2 separate regions of the Mus musculus genome follow, and region 1 is linked to region 2. A link is a contact called in public promoter capture Hi-C data. All regions are on one chromosome and are shown on one strand. The core of a region is the stretch at or near the end of the contact, and the rest is flanking DNA. Distances in the headings are between cores, read along the strand shown. Region 1 holds the start of Hapln2 (hyaluronan and proteoglycan link protein 2). Region 2 holds the start of 1700113A16Rik (RIKEN cDNA 1700113A16 gene).

Evidence for each region. Promoter capture Hi-C pulls out the DNA fragments that hold promoters and counts their contacts.
Region 1: a contact with region 2 is called in a promoter capture Hi-C map of embryonic stem cells. The contact joins the promoter of Hapln2 here to the promoter of 1700113A16Rik in region 2. A contact is called at or near these places in 17 of 39 promoter capture datasets (the 3T3-L1 cell line, the C10 cell line, the HPC-7 cell line and 9 more), 3 of 15 datasets of contacts at CTCF or cohesin (the NIH/3T3 cell line, embryonic stem cells and pro-B cells), 30 of 484 Hi-C or Micro-C datasets (the BV-2 cell line, the G1E-ER4 cell line, the HL-1 cell line and 10 more), 15 of 115 datasets of contacts at active chromatin or transcription factors (DN3 thymocytes, the HPC-7 cell line, T-cell acute lymphoblastic leukemia and 6 more) and 3 of 9 other capture datasets (adipose tissue, liver and pancreatic islet).

The regions. Positions count from the first base shown.
Region 1 is chr3:88,025,478-88,029,616 of GRCm38.p6, reverse strand. Hapln2 (hyaluronan and proteoglycan link protein 2) reads left to right here and starts at 2,106. Exons shown (of 7, transcript NM_022031.2): 1 at 2,106-2,232; 2 at 2,677-2,732.
Region 2 is chr3:88,175,923-88,180,630 of GRCm38.p6, reverse strand. It overlaps 1700113A16Rik (RIKEN cDNA 1700113A16 gene), which reads left to right and starts at 2,846. Exons shown (of 3, transcript NR_045997.1): 1 at 2,846-3,044; 2 at 4,696-4,708.

The DNA of each region.
Region 1 (4,139 bases), core at 857-3,356, 150 kb after region 2:
CATATACAATAAATAAATACATCTTTAAAAAAATAACAAATGAAGTTTTGTTTTGCTTTGCTTTGCTGACACCAGGGCCTTGCTATATAACCTTGTCTGTCTTGGAACTTGCTATGTAGATCAAGCTGGCTTCAGACTCCAAGAGAACCTACCCACTTCTACCTTCTGAGATCTGAGATTAAAGGCATGTGCCACCACTCTTAGCTAAAATTAATAAAATCTTAAAAAAGAAAGGGAGGAAGGAAGGGAAGAAGGAGAAAATTGAAGCTTTGAGGGCTTCTAAATAGCTGTCTTGGGGTCAGGTCCTCTGCACTGGCAGAAGCCAAAGCCTTAGTTTTACTCTGAATTGTTGATGGACACCTGTCCATATGCTGTAAACACGTAAAACCATGCCAGGTGTACACCTCAGCTCTGTGCATGTGTATGAGTTGTCACGTGGTCTATGGGCGTGGACTTCAGCGTGAGGAGAGGCCAGGGAGGCTGCAGAGGAAAGAATTTTTCCCCTGAGAGACAAAGGATCCTCCCTATCAGAAATTTATTTATTTATTTATATTCATTTATTTATTTTATGTAAGTACAGTGTAGCTGTCTTCAGACACCCCAGAAGAGGGCATCAGATTTCATTACAGATGGTTGTGAGCCACCATGTGGTTGCTGGGATTTGAACTCAGAACCTCTAGAAGAGCAGTCAGTGCTCTTAACTGCTGAGCCATCTCTCCAGCCCCTTATTTTTATATTCTTTTGTTTTGTTTTGTTTTGGTTTTGGTTTTTCGAAACAGGGTTTCTCTGTATAGCCCTGGCTGTCCTGGAACTCACTTTGTAGACCAGGCTGGCCTCAGACTCAGAAATCCACCTGCCTCTGCCTTCCAAGTGCTGGAATTAAAGGCATGCGCCACCACTGCCCAGCTTTATATTCTTATTATTTCATATGTGTGGATGTTTTCCTGAGTGTGTGCCTGTGCATCATGTGTGTTCCTGATGCCTCCTGTGGCCAGAAGAGGGCATCAGATCCCTCGGGACTAGAGTTACAGCCGTGAGCTGCTGTGTGTGTGCTGGGAATTGAAGTCAGATCCTCTGGAAAACAGCCAGCGCTCTTAACTTCTCTGGCCCTGTTTTTCTTTTTTTTTTTCTTTTTCTTTTCTTTCTTTTTTGAGAAAGGTTTCAACTCCGAAGCCCAAGGCAGACTCAAACTCATGACACTCCTCCTGTTTCAGCATTTCAAGTGGTGGTCCACATCTGTGGCCTCTCCAGAATTTTAAAATGTTATTGTTGTATGTGAGGGACTGTAGGTTGAGTTTCAGTGTGGAGGTCAGAGGACGACTTTTGGGGGTCCATCTTCTCCTTCCACTGTGAGTCTGGTGATTGAATTCAGCTGCCAGGATGTGGTTTTACCTACCAAGCATCTCACCAGCCTTGAAAATGTAAACAAAATCCATCCATGGGTGCAGAGGAAGGAGGAACTGTGAAATCAGATGACTCTATTTTAGAGAGATTCCCATGGTGCTGGAGAGATGGCTCAGGTGTTAAGAGCACTTGCTCTTTCAAAGGACCCAGGTTTCATTTTCAGCACCCAAGTTACAGCTCTCAGGGTCTGTAACTTCTGTTCCATGGTATCTGTTGCCCTCTTCTGGCCGTTTTAGGCACTACAGACATGGCGCACAGACATGCACCACTATAAATTAAAAGCCACACTCATACATCTAAAATAATGAAATAAAAATAGCTAGAGAATTTCCATAGTCCCTCCTTGCTAGGAGTCCCTTCCCAGGGACAGAAGCATCTTCCTGTGATTTCTACCTCTCTAGCAGCAACCCCAGCTGTGCAGCATCACGCATGATCTTTTTATAATCCTGGAGTTTAGAGTACTGAGGGTGCCCCATTCCAGCCTTCTCCTATCCTCTTCCTGGATGTCAGTTTCTGCTCTGAGCCAATCACCCACCCAGGCCTTTTTCCGGTGGTTTGTGCCAGCCTGTCCTGCATCCCACATCCCCAGCTGTTGACATTTCCATGCCATTGCCCAAGGGACGAATAAAGGGCCCCTGTTACCCAACAATAGGGGAGAAGACAGGGACAATGGGAAATTGTGTTTCTAATAGGGTGTGGACAGAAAAGAAAAGGACAGACAGACAGAAAGGGTCAGGGTCCTGAAGCAGCCAGACATCCTGAAAATCTGACTCCCATCTTGACAGCCTCTTCTGAAAGGCCATATATAGCCTGGCACAGAGGGCACAGGTGAGGGCTTTGGTGGGGGGGAGGGCAATTCTGTTGTTTGGATGGGGTCCATATGAAAATACAGAGCTGGATTCACAATTAGGGTTCGTCCCCGCTCCTCCTGGTCCAGCACCCTTGTACTTACAATTGGTCTGTCCCACCCCTGGTCTAAGGACAGAAGTAGCAAGGCCCGCTCTCCACACTCTTTTAGGTAATCTCCAGGATTGCTTTACTCTGCCCCCAACCGGTGTCTTGCCCTGGCCCCAGGACATCAACTGGCACAGATGCAATCACGGCTGACTTAGTGTGCTGCGTGAACATAGGCCTCAGTGCCTTGGCTTCTCTGAACACAGGAAACGAGTCTCTCTAGAACCGTGTCAGAGGAGCTGCAGTCCTGAGGCTCTAGGGTGCTTTGAACCCCCAGAATCCCTAATGAACCCCCACTGCAACTTCTTCCTTCTGCAGGACAGGAAGCTGCTGAGCACAGCTCGATTTGCCTCTGAGGAGAGATCATCTTGCAGGTAGGCAATGGGCTGCTGGCTTTCTATGTGTGGAAATGTTATATGTGTGCTTCTCTTAAAATACAGAACCTTAGATCAGTGACTAAGAGCTCAAGCTGGCCCAATCTGATTCAAACCCCAGTTGAACCTCCTTCCATAGCTCGGTGACTGTACCTGGGTGTTTATCAATGCCTCCCTGGATAGCCAGAGGAGTCAGAACAGTATACCGCAAAGTGCCTAAGTCAGATTGGACTTTAAACATGTCCGTGGTAGCTCAGTCCATTTTTTATTGCACTTTTATTTATTTTGTGTTTATGTGTGGTGTGCCTGTGCCATGCTTGTGTGAATGGAGTCCGAGGACAAGGTGTGGGAGTCGGCTCCCTCCTTTAAGCGTATGAGACCTAGGAAATGAACTCAGGTCATTAGTCTTGGTGGGGACCATCTTTACACATGGAGCTATCTCGTCAGCGCCTAAACATAAAGATCACTCTTATTTACCAGGCTGTCCCATATGGACTCCTGTCCCACATGCTTTACTTGTAATTGAGAAAGGGTTTCTCTGTGTAACCCTGGCTGTCCTAGAACTCACTATATAAACCAGGCTGGCCGCAGACTCACAGAAATTCACCTGCCTTTGCCTCTTGAATTCTGGGATTAAAGACATATACTACTTGACATTTTTATTTTTATTATTGGGAGGTTTTTTTTTGTTTTGTTTTGTTTTGTTTTGTTTTTTGAGACAGGGTTTCTCTGTGTAGCATTGGCTATCCTGGAACTCACTTTGTAGACCAGGCTGGCCTCAAACTCAGAAATCAGCCTGCCTCTGCCTCCTGAGTGCTGGGATTAAAGGCGTTTGCCACCACGCCCGGCTTATTGGGTTTTTTTTAAAGTTGTGTGTGTGTATGTGTGTGTTAGTGCCTGTGAGAGTAGGTGCCCTCAGAGTCCTGAAGAGGGTGCCAGATTCTCTGGAACTGTGACAGACTTAGCATGGGTGCTGGGAACCAAACACTGGTGTTTTCGACCCCTATTGGAAAGGGGAGGGTGTTTTGTTTTGTTTGTTTGTTTTTTAGTGGGGTGGATTTTATTTGTTTGGTTTTTGTCTTGTCTTGTTTGTGTTTGGTTGGTTTTTTGAGATTGCCTGTGTGGCACTGGGATTCTCTCTGTACAACAAGGCTGCCTGCCTGGCTCTGTTTCCCAAGTACTGGGGATAAAGGCATGTATGTGCTAGAACCAGCTGGCAGGAAAGTTCTTAATGTAACTAACCTGTTTCTTTAGATACAAACTGGTCTATCTAATGCCCAGGGCAGTAGATACTCTTCAAGGCCTTTCTTTACCGCTGTCTTCTTCCTTTAATTGCTTCCTGTTAATTCACAGCAAAGCACAGTTTAGCCTTACTCTGCGCTCTATAGCAAGTGTTCCACCTCAGGC
Region 2 (4,708 bases), core at 1,597-4,096:
AGTTAAAGCACTTACTGTTGTTCTAGAGGATCCCTGGGAGGGAACCCTAGCACACACATCAGGTGGGTCACAACTGCTTATAACTCCTGCTCTAGGGGGCCTCATGCAGTCTTCTGGCCTCCAGTGGGTACCTGAACATGTGTGGTATACATACACTTAATAAATCTCTTATTTTTTTTTAGATTTATCTATTTTGTGTGTTTGAATGTTCTGCCTGCATCGCATGTCTGTGCACCACTTCTGTGCCTGCTGTCCATGAAGATCAAAAAAGTGTCCGATCTTCTGGAACTGAAGTTGGAATGACTGAGTTATCATGTGGGTGCTCGGGGAACTGTGCCTGGGACTCCCAAAAGAACAAGTGCTTTTAACTGCTGAGCCATCTCTCCAGTCCCTAAATAAATCTTTAAAACGGCATAAAATACTAGCTGAAGGGATCAAGCCAGAACACAGTGTTTCTCCATTGTTTTCACTTCCGTTCCTTCATCCAGGTTCCTGCCTTTAGCTCCTGTCCTGACTTCTTCTGGCGAGGGATATTAACTTGTAAGTTAATAAACTTGTAAGTGAAATAAACCCTTTCCTTCCCAAGCTGCTTTTGGTTAGAATGCTTTATTACAATTTAGAAAGCAAACCAGTAGACTGGCCTTGGACTTGCTGTGCAGTCCAAGCCAGCTTTGAATTCACAATCCTTAGTGTCCCAAGCATTTTTGTCACTAGGCCCACCATTTAAATTATTCTTTATACATATAAAATGGATGCCAGAGTCCCAGCATTTAACCAGTAAGCAGGCTGATGCCAGCCGCACGCACCCTGCCTGTGCTCTTTTCCATCCCACCCTCCAACTCTGCTCAGGTAACTACCAACACACCCCACCTTTACCAGCCCTCGGCTCTGCCAATGCTTCTGTTATTTTGTTATATTTGAACTTCAACAACTTTAACTCTGCCTATGCTCTTCCATCCCTGGATGGCTCAGTATTTAAAAGCACTGACTGCCAGGCGTGGTGGCGCACGCCTTTAATCCCAGTACTTGGGAGGCAGAGGCAGGCGGATTTCTGAGTTCGAGGCCAGCCTCTACAAAGTGAGTTCCAGGACAGCCAGGGCTATACAGAGAAACCCTGTCTCGAAACCCCCCCCCCCCCAAAAAAAAGCACTGACTGCTCTTCCAGAGTTCCTGAGTTCAATTCCCACCAAACACATAGTGGCTCATAACCATCTGTAATGGGGTCTGATTCCTTCTTCTGGTGTGTCTGAAGACAGCTACAGTGTACTTATATAAATAAAATCTTAAAAAAAAAAAAAAAGAGTAATTATCCCAACTTGACACTAGGTCACTGCGAGCAACAGTCCCTAACAATATAGGACCCCTGGGTGGGGAGATAGGGCCTCTTGGCTGCTTCACCTGGACAGTGTTTTTTGGGACTCCAGCATCTTAAGCCTCAGCTTGGGATCTGTCTACACGATGTGGCGGCCACTGTAATCTGGGAACGGAACTCCTTCTAGGCAAGTGCTCTACCATTAAACTAAGCTATACCTCCATCCCAATAGAAGGGTTATGTGAGGACCTCTTGAGTGAAAGAGTATAAGACAAACTGTGAAACCTCTCTAAATAAATATTCTTACTACTGTAGCAAGGTGTCTGCACAGATTCAGGCCAATAGCTCTCAGGCTATTCGCACTATAATCTTACCGCCAGAAGACAGGAAAATAGAGCAAGGCGTGTCCAACCTGTGGCCCATTAAAGTGGACGGCATCTGTGACTACTTCTCCAAACAAAATCATTTGTGGCTCTTTTTTTTTTTTTTTTTTTTTTTTAGACCAGAGTCTCTTATATTTCGGGATAGCCTTGAACTTCTAATCCTATATGCACACACCAGGTCGAACTCCAGCAGAACTCCGGGCTCGGAGCTACATCCCCAGCCCCGCGATTTTTTTCTTTTTTAAATATTTATTTGTTTGTTTATTTATTTATTATATGTAACTACACCATTCATTTATTTATTTATTTATTTATTTATTTATTATATGTAACTACACTGCAGCTGTCTTCAGACACCCTGGACTGGCATCAGATCTCATTACAGATGGTTGTGAGCCACCATGTGGTTGCTGGGATTTGAACTCAGGACCTTCGGAAGAGCAATCAGTGCTCTTAACCACTGAGCCATCTCTCCAGCCCCCTTTTTTAAATAATTCAATCACGCAGTTTTTCGGCGTGGACTTTGTGGTTAACAGTTTTGACAATGACAAATCGTTGCATTCGCCTGTCGGATTCTCCTTCTGGAACGCCCAGGCAATGCCAGATCTTACGCAGTGCTGTCAATCTCAGTAAAATTGCCAAGGCTGAGGGTGCTAATTCTCAATTTGTGCAGGAAGTTGACGATGGGGGTTTTACGCATGCGCACCTCCTCAGAGCCCCAGAGAAACTGCCCAAAACTAGAGCTTCACGTAGTTTCACCCTTGCTGAACCTTCTGAGTACTACGCACGCATCTTGTGCAGGCAGCGGTTGGCCGGTGCTTCCATCACTCACCCGAAGGGCCAATGGAGTGAGCCTAGTTACCTACTTCCCCCTGAGTAGCAGGCGGCGCCGGGCGTGGCTTGAAGGCCTTTGTTCCACGCGCGGCGGAACTTTACGAGAGGCTCCGGAGCGTGCTCTGCCACCTGCTAAGCCCCGGAGACGCAGTCAAGGGTCTCAGCGACACCTTGGGGGAGTGGGGCAGAACGTACGGAAATGGATGTTAGGCGACTCTACAGCCTACCTTCTATACCCGCCCCCTTTCGCCTTAGAGTGGAGGGTTACTTTGAAACCCGGAAGCAATTCATCTCCGGAACACACCGCGGGTCACGTGGGGGCGGTGCGTAACGGGCGCGTGATCCGGCGTCCTGCGGGTCTTCCCCTCCCCAGGGGCACCCAGCATGCTTTGGGCACGTGGCAGCTCATGTCCTAAATAGGAGTAGTCCTGGGCCGCTATCCTGTGAGGGTGGAGACGCTCCCCGAGACTGGACAGACACCGAGAGGTGGAGCTGAGCCAATACGAGGCTAAGGGGTAAATCTGACTCACCCGAGAGGCCGGAACTGACCTGCTGCAAACTACCAAGGAACTTCGCTAGGCTGGGTGGCTAGAACGGGGGGGGGGGGGGGGGACCTGTAAACTATGCTAAGGCTACCTCTTCTATTTGAGACCCAAGTCTGAAACAGGACAGGAAAGTGGATTTGCTCTTCGTCCAGGTAGTGAGTGATTTCAGGCTGCAAACATTCAGGTCCAGAGCCTGAGATGAGATCGCCTGGGTCCCTTCCACATCTGCTGATCCTTGAACAAGTTCCCACACAATCACAAGGCTGGAAAAGATAGCCCATGGGACTAAAGGATGAGTCAGACCAAAATAACCACTGGCCTCGTGGCATGAACAGTTAGACAGCACTGATTGCTCCTAAGAACCACTGACCTTGATAGCTGAGTCCAAGAGACCCACACCCTAGTTCTATTTTATATGGCAATACTCGAGGAACTCGTCCTTCAGCTAAAAAAGAGATCAGCTTCAAAAAGTTGCAACTTGGGAGTATTTTTTATTAAAAAAAAATGTGTATGTACACATGTGTCCTGAGGAGACCAGAGGGGTGTTGTATAAGAATGTTTGCTGGGGGAGTCAGTGGTTAAGAGCATTGACTGCTCCTCCAGAGGACCTGTGTTCCATTCTCAGCACCCACATGGCAGCTCACAACTGTCCTTACATAGACAGACATGCAAGCAAAACATCAATGCACATAAACAACAAAAAATGTTTGCTGACCTGAATTGGTTCTAGCACCCATGCCAACATCTCACAACTGCCTGTAACATTAGCTCCAATAAACTTGATGCCCTGCTCCAGCCTCCAGGGACACTCATGCACACACACACAAGAAAATAAAATCCACACCATTGCATACACTAGCAAGATTTTATTGAAAGGACCCAGATGTAGCTGTCTCTTGTGAGACTATGCCGGGGCCTAGCAAACACAGAAGTGGATGCTCACAGTCAGCTAATGGATGGATCACAGGGCTCCCAATGGAGGAGCTAGAGAAAGTACCCAAGGAGCTAAAGGGATCTGCAACCCTATAGGTGGAACAACATTATGAACTAACCAGTACCCCGGAGCTCTTGACTCTAGCTGCATATGTATCAAAAGATGGCCTAGTCGGCCATCACTGGAGAGGCCCATTGGACACGCAAACTTTATATGCCCCAGTACAGGGGAGCGCCAGGGCCAAAAAGGGGGAGTGGGTGGGTAGGGGAGTGGGGGTGGGTGGGTATGGGGGACTTTTGGTATAGCATTGGAAATGTAAATGAGCTAAATACCTAATAAAAAATGGAAAAAAAAAAAGAAAAGAAAATCCCCCCCGCCCAAAAAAAGCCGGGCAGTGGTGGCGAACACCTTTAATCCCAGCACTTGGGAGGCAGAGGCAGGTGGATTTCTGCGTTCGAGGCTAACCTGGTCTCATAGTGAGTTCCAGGACAGCCAGGAAACAGAGAAACCTTGTCTCGAAAAACCAAAAAAGAAAAAGAAAATCACATAAAAAACACAACAAAAATATGCACTGTCTTTCATTTGTGTAGGCACCATGCCAGATAATGTCCAGTCAGTATTTTTTAAGATCCTTGGGATCATGTTAGAATGTTTGGCTTAGTTTCATTTTATTCTTTTTTTTACTAGAATTCCATGTATT